2 separate regions of the Muntiacus reevesi genome follow, and region 1 is linked to region 2. The links are chromatin contacts, called in public Hi-C maps. All regions are on one chromosome and are shown on one strand. The core of a region is the stretch at or near the end of the contact, and the rest is flanking DNA. Distances in the headings are between cores, read along the strand shown. Region 1 holds the start of AP1B1 (adaptor related protein complex 1 subunit beta 1). Region 2 holds the start of HORMAD2 (HORMA domain containing 2).

Evidence for each region. Hi-C and Micro-C count contacts between places; a contact is called where the count stands out from the background.
Region 1: a Hi-C map of blood shows a contact between it and region 2, with 7 times the contacts expected there. The contact joins the promoter of AP1B1 here to the promoter of HORMAD2 in region 2. A contact is called at or near these places in 2 of 3 Hi-C or Micro-C datasets (blood and muscle).

Annotation. Positions count from the first base shown.
Region 1 is chr13:5,206,887-5,212,643 of mMunRee1.1, reverse strand. AP1B1 (adaptor related protein complex 1 subunit beta 1) reads right to left here and starts at 4,402. Exons shown (of 21, transcript XM_065904340.1): 1 at 4,264-4,402.
Region 2 is chr13:4,726,853-4,731,947 of mMunRee1.1, reverse strand. HORMAD2 (HORMA domain containing 2) reads left to right here and starts at 3,603. Exons shown (of 10, transcript XM_065904872.1): 1 at 3,603-3,653. The coding sequence starts at 3,603. LOC136146248 (U6 spliceosomal RNA) reads right to left here and starts at 2,621; the gene lies at 2,518-2,621.

The DNA of each region.
Region 1 (5,757 bases), core at 3,153-5,652, 480 kb before region 2:
AAGGCTCTTACCTCAGTGTCGCAACACTCAGACACCCAGCCCTTCGAGATCAGACAGTGAAGACCACAGAGACAGACTCCTCTTATACCTGGCTATAATGAAATTTTGTCTTTCTACTCTAAATAAGTTTAGGACACTGAAAGGAATTAGGGTGTGATAAAAAGTATGTGCCACCCAAGTCGAGTACCCTACAGAGCTCAGCTGTAACAGATGTCTTCAGTGCTGAAAACCAATAGAAGGCTTGGTTTTAAAGCTTTCGAGACCTGACTTCCAAATCTACCAGCTTGTGGCTCAAGTCCACAGAGGAGACAGAGGATCAGTGACTAAGACATCCTGGCTGATGAACTCTGGGCACTCTGTAGTTAACCAGCCACACTGTAACTCTAACTAGAGAAGGCCTCCCAACTTCAGGGAGACCCTCTTAGTAGAGGTGAGAAGTCAAGCCCAAGGCTAAAGAACCCAAAAAGCATGAGGCTTGGGAGAAGAACCACAGCTAAGCCCTCTCTCAGCTCTATTGAAAACAGGAAACAATTGAAAAACAAGGGGTTTGGGTAAGGAAAGGCGGCCCCAGCAGGTACAACCCAGGTACTTGAGGGGTCTGCATAGCCTAACAGGCACAACCATACCACAGCTCACAAGAATTACTATGTCACGTACTTAAGGGGTAAGTGAGGCTAAGGCAAGTGAACACATACAAAGCCCTCAACAGTGTCCAGCCCACCAAGAGCTTGATAAACGTTAGCCATTTTTATTCCTACACAGGGAGAGCTGTTACCACTGGCTCCTCCCTGCTACTTCCCAACCCCCAGGTCTCTGGAGGCCCTGGAGCACTCTAGTAGCAGGAGCAGTTAGAGACTAGTTAATCCCACCACAGGGCGGATTCTCCCGACCCTCTTGGGGTGATATGAGGAAGGACGGGAGATCATCTGGGAAGTGCTTTGAGCTCCCCAGGTGTCAAGGAATCCTAAAAGTTCAGTGCAATATCCACTTATTCATTTACTGAGCACCGACTATGTGCCAGATATTTCACTAGGTGCTGGAGACACAGACAGTTCAGACAAGTCCTCTCCAAGGATTAAGAGCTGCTTACTTAGAAGACAGCCAAGTACACAGACAATGACAACACACTGTGATCAATGCCTCAAGACATCCAGTTCAGGCTTGCAGGTGGTTGGGGCGGGGAGGGGAGATGATCCAAGCAGTGGTCTAGAAAAAAGGGGCGTGTGTGACAGGAACCTGTGTTCCGGAGGCGGGAGGAGGACAAAGCAAAGACACACAGGTAAACAACTGGGCTGGCAGAAGTCCAAAGCTGCTGAGTTTGACTGGAACTCAGGAAGAGGCTGGAGGTGAGGAGTTGGAGAGATGAGGCAGGAGAACCCAGCAGGGGTTAGAGCTCAAATGGCCTTGAAGGCCAGGCCAAGAAATGTGAATTTCAGCTAAGGAATGTGAATTTCAGTCGAGAGCAAGGAGGGTCCACGGATGGTTATTCAAGTAGAATTGTTTAAAAAATATATATTTATTCAGTTGTACTGGGTCTTAGCTGCGGCACGTGGGATCTTTTGTTGGGACCTATGGACTCTCTAGTTGTGGAGTGTGGGCTTAGTTGCTCTGTGGCATGTGGGATCTTAGTTCCCTGACCAGGGATCGAACCCGAGTCCCCTGCATTGCAAGGCAAATTCTTAACCACTAGGCCACCAGGGAAGTCCCCTCAAGTAGAATTATTTTAAAAAGACTCCCCACTTGCTTAATTAATATTTTCTCTCTGGAGCTGTTCATTCCTCTCTGTCTGAAGAGAAAAAGAACACAAAAATCATTCCTGGGCTGTGAAAATTTATCACAGATATATCTCAGGCAAAAAGACCCGTTCAGAAAAAGAAATACCTACAAGTACAGAAGCCCCTTTGGCTTTTGGAAATACATTGGAGCAGAAAACTCATAACCAAGCCATGCTGGCTCACCATTAGCACATCATGCTTTGGTGCCAAGCATGGGGGTTTTCGGGAAGTGAGCAAGCAAGTCACGCAACAGCTTCGAGGATAACTAGAAAAAGATGAAAGTCCAAGCCCAGAGCTAGCAGGACCAACAGACTGAACTTGTTCTGAAACACTTTAAGGAAGTGAAACAAGAAGGATGGGAGAAGTCCTGTGTACACAAAGGTCTCTGCAGAGAGAAGTAATACCCCCGAAACCAGGCCCCCAGGAAACATCAACTGACTAGGGTCAAGGCACTCGCCACAACAGACTGCACAAACATCCTTGTCCCGCTCCCACATGAGCCAGTGCTGAGGGGGAGGGGAAGGTGGTGGTATTATTGTAGAGCTGAGGTAAAGGCGGCTCTGGGTCAGACTACCAAGAAGCTGCCGAACTGGGAGAAGAATCCACGGCTGACAGATGGGGGGACAAGGAAGGCTCTTTCCACCACACTGCTGAGCTCTTCAAGTCGCTCAGGTGAAGACTCTACTCAAACCACACTCAACAGTTAAACTTTAAACAACGTCTGAGGGATCTGAGTCTTTGAACACTAGTGAAGCCACTCTTCATGACGCTGCCCTAAGGGGTTGAAGGAGCCTGGGGGGCTCAACTCAGGACAGGGAGTCAGACACTCTGAGCACTGCTCATGTTCCTGCCATCTGTGACAAGTCACTTCATCTCAAATCCTCCCTTGGAAGGATGGGGTCAGGTGACAATATTAAGTTTCTGTGAATTCAATGGAACTAGGGAAACAGACAGTGGAGTTTAAAAACAGGCACTGCACAGTAATATTTATACCCCAGCTTTCTTTAGAAGTGTGTAGAAACCCTCATGGGTTCATTAAGGCTCGTAAAACCCAGGAGTGGGTAGGAAGTCAGCAGGTCTGTGTTGCTATCAGGGAAACTGAGTAAGGCTCAGACTCACAAGACCTAATCCTCTGGCCATGAAACCACCTCACCATCTCCCAGGCAACGTGTGCGTTCCCCAGTCAAGAAGCCATGGGACCTGCACTTTTCTCAGAGACTCAGGCCCTTGCCTTGGGAATGCTCTTCAAGAACCTAGGGCCAAAAGATACCCTAGGGGTCATATGGTTCCTCCCCTTACTTGAAAAAGAATGCAGCTCCACCACTCTCAAGAGAGGTTCAACATATTAAACTCATTGCATGGCTAGCCTGTTTCATGTCTCGCAGTTCTCAACAGTCGGGAAAAACATCCTTTCTTGTCCTAAACAGTAATCAGTTATAGCAATGGCCTGCAAGACCATTTCATCCTAAATTAAGGGAATCAAATGCTCCTCAGGAAGGTTAGATGAGAAGCAAGAAAGCTACATCTGTATATGTTGTTCAGTCGCTCAGTTGTGTCCGACTCTGCGACCCCATGGACAGTAGCCCACCAGGCTCCTCTGTCCATGGGATTCTCCAGGCAAGAATACTGGAGTGGGTTGCCATTTCTTTCTCCAGGGAAATATATCTTTATATAGATGCAAATAAATTTAATGGTGGCTAAAGACATTAGACAGCCCCTAAACGCCAAACCTGCTTCAGTCGCAGCACGCTGCAGGTCCCTGCGAGCCCTGGTTCTCATCCATACTACCTGATTGACCTTACAGGTGTGATATAACTTTTCTGCACCTCAGTTTCCTCGTGGATAAAATGGGGATAATAATAGTAGCTATCTCACAGAGCTTGCTGGGAAGCGTAAATGCGGCATTATGAGCACGGTGCCTGCACACAGTGGCAGCTCAAAAACCAGCAGCTAGCATTCCCATCAGTAGTTCTGGCATTACCACAGGGGTCCCCAGTTACCTCGCCTGTGAGGCGCCTATGGACAGACCCAACCTCTATCCAACCCCACCCTAGAGGCGGTGGCGCCAGGCCGTTTCATAATTTTTTTTTTCCTTTTTTTGAACCTTGGCAAAGAGATAAGGCCCTCAACGACGAGGAGGCCTCAGGGCAGCCACGGCGGTGAGTGTGCAGGGGGAACCAAGACCCGAAGAGAAGTTCCCTGTCAGGCCGGGCGCAAGCTCCCCTGGGCCTAAGTCTAGGAGTCTCAACGGGAGGGCGCCCCGGCAGAGACTGCGGACCTGGGACGGCTGGGGTGCACGCCGGCGGCCAAGGGGGCGCGAATGAATGAACCCGCAGCCCTTCTGCCTCGTCCCGGCCTGGGAAGCCACCCTAGACCCTCCAGCGCCCCGTCCTCTCCGTGACCTTTGACCCCAGAAACCCCTCACCTCAGACTCCCGACTCCCCGCCCCACTTCTTCTCTGGCCTCGCCGGGCTCCCCGCTTCCTCACCCGCAGGTCCGAACGGCTCCTGACGCCACGGCGCGGCTCGACGCGGCAGGAAAATGTCCGCGGCCTTGTCCTCCCGCTCTCTCCGTGCACCCGCGCCGCCGGACGCTCGGAGCCCCGCGGCTGTCACCTGCCAGGCGGAAGTGAGCTGCCCGCGCGCGGGCACTTCCGGTGGACGCACGGGCTAGGGGCGGGGTCAAGGGTACAACCCAGGCGGGGGCGGAGACAGCGAGGTGGGGCCAAGGGGCGGGGCGTCTGAGTTAACTCCGCCCCCGACACGTAGCTGCTCCGCCGAGCAAAAAAACCACGAGACGGTTAGATGGCATCACCGTCTCAATGGACATGAATTTGACTAAATTCTGGGAGTTGGTGATGGACAGGGGGGCCTGGCGTGCTGCAGTCCGTGGGGTCGCAAAGAGTCGGACATGACTGAGCGACTGAACTGAGCCTATATAACGTGATGGAGATGGAGAAGATCATAGAGACTTTGAGGTCTATTTTTTTTCTTTGTTTGGAGGTCGGCTTCCCTTCTGTGTTACAAACAGGGAAACTCAGTCTCTGAGAGGCGCCGGTGTTGCTCAAGATCACTTACCTGTGAAGAGAAGAGTTAAACTAGAGCTGTAAGTCTAACCTACAGCTTGAAGCAGCCCTTCGTGGAATTCCGCGTCATCGGGAAAACCTCACACCCTCTAAGGAGAACTTCATAATGTTCCATTTCCCGTTTTGCTGGGTCGGCCAGGCCAGGGTTGCTATAGGTATCTCACGCCCAACTCTGGTACTATTAACTTTCTCCTCCTCCTAGGTAATTTCTGATCATCCTCTTAAAAACATTTAAAATAATATTTGATTTCTGGAATATACAAGTAAGCAAAAGGAGGTTTAAAAAATCCTGCAAACCTGCCACCCTGAGACAATAATTTTTAACATTTTGGTGAATATCCTTCCAGACTCGATATATCCATTCAGTATTTTTAATTCACCAAGATATTGGTAAAAGTTTCCCAAAGCAATAAATACATTTCTCTTTGGTGTTTTCCAATATCTGTTCTCCGAAACAGCCCCTACAGTTGTGCATTTTATCACTAGTCTTTTAATATTATAAAATGTATAATTTTAGATTACATTTTATATATTATGTATATATAAATATATTTATATATTATATATAATTATAAAATATAATATATATTTTATTTATAACGTTATATAGTATGTATAATATAATATATATTATATATTACTAATATATTACACATGTAAATATATAATATATAATATATGTTAATATATAAATATATGTAAATATTTATGAATTATATTATAAATTATAAATTTATATATTAACATATTATATATTTACATATAATATATATTTTTATATACATGTATAATAGTTACATTTATATTATATTATACATTAATATATCATTAATATTTTATATATATTATATATTATATAATTAATACTATATCATATATTATATGATATATAATATA
Region 2 (5,095 bases), core at 2,354-4,853:
ATTTCATCCTGAGGGCACTGGGGGCCCACTGAAGCATTTTAGTCCAGGAAATTACAGAGTCCCATTGGTAATCTAAGAAGAATACGCTGGCTGCAATACCATGAACAGACTGGAGATGGGTAAGGCCAATGACAGACTGGTGGTTGAAGAAATTCAGGTGAAAGATGAAGCTGATCTGATCTAAAGCAGAGATGACACCATGTGCATAAAGTGAGGAGTGGATGCTTGAGAAATATTAGGAGACTGGATGTAGGAATGAGGGAGAGAACATAATTGAGTCATAGTTTTTAGGCTTGAGCAATTTAGGTATTTGATGCTGTCATTCACTCAGCTAAGGTACAGAAATAGGTTTAGGGCAAAAGGATTCACATTTGGATATATTGGGAAAACCAGCTGAAACTGGTTCATAGTCAAAGGTACAGATCTGCAACTCCCCAGCAAAACCTAGGTTGGGATAAATATAGAAGAGTTGTTAGAATAGAAATAGTAATTGAAACAGTGAAAATGTATTTTTTCACCCAGGGGGTGTGTTTAAAATTTTAAAAAGAAAAAAACTCCTGGGACAGAACCCTGAAGAGCACCAAAAGCTTAAAAAGGGGCAGGGAAAAAAGCCTGAAGATGACAGTGAGAAGGAACAACTGGGAAGCTGAAGAAAACAAGGAGTTCAGATACTAATATAAGATTTTTAAAACTAAACATGCATATAATGAAATGTGTGTCAGACAGTATTTTGATGCCTTACCAATAATGGCTTATTTAGTCCTCACAACAAGCCTGGGATGTAGATACCATTACTGACTGTATTTTACAGATGGGGAAACTGAGGCAAACATGTGCATGAAACAATATGGCAGTTGGATTGCAGACTGGGATTCGATCCTAGGCAATTTGGCTCCGCAAAAGTTCATGTGCTTAACCACTATGCTGTGTTTCCTCTCCAGATAAATACATGTCCTGATAAACACTCTAAGAGCCCTGAAAAGCTGGATTAACTGTCTTCATTTTACGAAAAGGATACTGAGGCCCAGCAAGACTAAGTAATTTGACCAAAACATAGAGTTGCTAGGTAGTTGAGCAGAATTTGAACCCAGGTTCCTTAACTCCAAAGACTTTCTCCCAGACTGCATTAGCAGTGCAGTTAATTTTCTCTGTATACATACATGTGTGTATGGAAAATTTAACTTCACTAATTTTATAAATGTTAATTCCCCAGATATGTACCAAATGCTTAATAGTGACTAGCTTTGAATCCCTTCTCAAAAGCAAGTATCCTGGAAGGTTGAGCTTTCAGCGATAATATAAATTAAACCCAGGTTATTCATATATTCCAAATACATGGATGTAGTAAAATGCATTGTGTTCTAATAGCCTGATACTATTTTCAGGGCTTGATTTTCTAGAAATGCCATCAGAATACCTTGTGATCATAGAGAAATTATTTAAAAATCCACCAATATGAAAAGCCACCCACTTGAAATTATTATTCCCTATTATTTATTGTCTCTAATAACTACCCCAATAGGTGGTAGTTTATCTTGGTTTACTGGGTCAGAACTGGAGTGTAAACTCTCATAGTTACTTATTTTTCCCATTTCTTGAAGTTGTAAAGGAGACAGTGATCATGTTGAGTCACTTTTGAAGGTTACGCTCAAAAATGAAGGTTATAATCTGAAGTCAACAAAAGACACCTTGGAATCTTTAAGGACCAAAGGACTATCAGGCGGTTGTCAGTCTTATTTAAATCTTGTAAAAGAGTGTCCCCTAGTGCTGCTCTGAAGAAGTAAATTGAGAGAAATTATTACCTGTTTATAATCTCTATCACCACCTTGTGGCAGTGTTCTTAAATAATTCTGCCCTCTTTTATTTGCAAAATCTTCCAGAATCTTGCATTAATTTATACACAAAATCAAGTCACAGGCTATCCTAGGTGATCCAGAATTTCTTTAAGTGGATTATTTTACTAATATTTTGGTCAGAACTCCATAAAATCTTGAAACAATATAAATTAAGTCCTTTAAAAAGAAAAAAGGAAATTTACTTCTTTTTTGTTAGTGAAGTGAGATAGTGAAAACTGTATGTATTTTTAAACATTAATGCTTGTTTATTGTGGTAAAATGTACATAAAATTCATCATCCCAACCATCTTTGAGTAGGTAACTGAGTGGCACTAAGTGCATTCAGTGTTGTACAACCATTACCACTACCCATTTCTAAAAATTTTACATCAGCCTGAGTGAAACTCTGTACCAATTGAACACCCCATTCCTTCCACCCTCCAGCCCCTAGTGACCTCTGTTCTATTCTCTGTCACTATGAATCTGACTACTTTAGCTATCTCTATTCATATAAGTGGAATCATGTGATAGGCATCCTTTTGTGTCTGGTTTATTTCATTTAGCATAATGTTTTCTTTTTTTTTAGCATAATGTTTTCAAATTTATCCATGTTGCAACATATATCATAATTTCATTATTTTTTAATACTGAATAATATTCCATTGTATATACCATATTTTAAAAAAATATGGAACACTTCACAAATTTGCGTGTCATCCTTGCGCAGGGGCCATGCTAATCTCTGTATCGTTCCAATTTTAGTATATGTGCTGCCGAAGCGAGCACTGTCTTTACCATATTTTAAAAGTCCATTCAACTATTCTTGGACCTCTGGGTTGTTTCTACCTTTTGACTGTTATAAATAATACTGCTATGAACATTGGTGTGTGTCTGTTTGAATCCCTCCTTTCAATACATTTTGGGCTTCCCTGGTGGCTCAGATGGTAAAGAATCTGCCTGTAACACAGGAGACGTGGGTTTGATCCCTGGGTGGGGAAGACCCCCCTGGAGAAGGACATGGCAACCCACTCCAGTATTCTTGCCTGGGAAATCCAGTGGACAGGAGCCTGGTGGGCTGCAGTTCATGGGGTCACAAAGAGTTGGATACAACTGAGCAACTAACACTTTTTGATACTTCTGAGTTTAGAAGTAGAAGTGCTGGATAGTATGGTAAACCTACTGAACTTTTTTAGTAACTGCCATACTGTTTTCTCTAGCAGCTGCACCACTTTACATTCCTACCAGCAGTGCACAAGGATTCCAATGTTGCCACATCTTCACCTACACTTGTTATTTTCCATCTTTTTGAATAGCCGTCCTAATGGGTATGAAATGTAAACTTTAATTTTTGAGTTGACTTTGAAAATCAATTATACATGAAATTAACTCAAGAAATAATTTTTAAGCCCCTGTTATATAGAGAGCACTTTTAACACTCTGCGGGAATAACAAGGATGAGTAAAATACATTGTCAAACCTTTAGGGGATTTGTAATTTATTATTCTCCTCCAAATGTATTTGGGAACGAGGAAGTCAACTTATATTTTCCTTGGGTGGTTGGAAAAACTAATCCAGAGATCTTACTCTAATTTATAGAAAATTGCTTGTGGAGATGTTTATTAAACTAATTTTCCAAAGAATACAATCAAATGCTAATTATATAGTTCTTTAAGATTCGCAATAAAAGGATTATGTTAGGCAAGGTCGCTAATTAATTTTTTTTCCTACAGGTTAGATTTGTTAAAAGAATCCTGATACCTTACTATCATGGCCACTGTTCAGCTCTCTCGCTCTATCAGAATTCACAAGACATCTAAGGTATTTATTAAGAATTAAAAGAAAATCAATGACTATTTAGTGAGTTAATTCAGAATCATGACTTTAATCTTTGGTGTTTTTTAAAACAGCAGCTTTATCAGTTAATTGGCACATAATATCCTGGCAGAGTATGTCTACATTTTAACTGGCTAGTGGACTGAGGATGTTCAGGAAATTAGAATAGATTTCTATGAAGTAACTTCCTGGGTGCTTGTTTCATGTTTATATGTTTAGACTTTCTAGAGTAAAAGAGTTTTGTGAAGTTATGAGTCCAGAGAACTACCAGTTGAGGGAAGAGTTCTAGATGTCAGGCTTGAAGCATCTTCAGATGAAGGTTCATCTCGTGAGACATTCAACAAATGAAGATCATGGCATCTGGTCCCATCATGGCAAATAGATGGGGAAACAGTGGAAACCATGACAGACATTATTTTCTCAGGCACCAAAATCACTGCAATGATGGCTGCAGCCACAAAATTAAAGGACGCTTGCTCCTTGGAAGAAAAGCTATGACAAACCTAGACAGAGTATTAATAAGCAGAGACATTACTTTGCCAACAAAGGTCTGTATAGTCAAAGCTACCATTTTTCCAGTAGTCATGTATAAGCCATGACTACATTCCACATGTATAGATGTGACAGTTGGACCATAAAGAAGGCTGAGTGCCAAAGAATTGGAGCTTTTGAGCTGTGGTGTTGGAGAAGACTCCTGAGGGTCCCTTGGATTTCAAGGAGATCAAACCAGTCAATCCTAAAGGAAATCAATCCTGAATATTCATTAAAAGGACTGATGCCAAAGCTGAAGCTCCAGTGCTTTGGCCACCTGATGTGAAGATCTGACTCATTGGAAAGGACTCTGATGCTGGGAAAGATTGAAGGCAGGAGGAGAAAGGAAAGACAGAGGACAAGATGGTTGGATGGCATCACTGACTCAGTGGACATGAGTTTGAGCAAGCTCCAGGAGATGGTGAAGGACAGGAAAGCCTGGCGTGCTGCAGTCCACGGGGATGCAAAGAGTCAGACACTGAGTGACTGAACAACAACCAGAGTAAAAGAAATCAGAAACAAAAAGAGATATTTAAAGAGAAAGGTTCCTTGTTAGACATTCACTTCCTGACACAGGAAACTTCTGATACACACTGATGCAGTTATAAGAGCTGAAGGAGAGGGCGCTGACAGAAACTAGGATCCTGGGGGCGCATGACGGGGCCAGGCGACCTTGCTGGGTTCACCTGGGCAAGTTTATCTTGTCCCATGACAGTCATTAATGAATCATTCATTTATTCATTGAAAGCTCAGTATTACATAACATATATGTAACACTGTGTTCTAGAGAATTAAAAAAAAGAATCTTCATGTTCCAGAAGTTTATAATCTGGTTGGGGAAATGACTTACAGGAGGTAAGTCAATATACAATGCAGTATATGCATTAAATATTTGT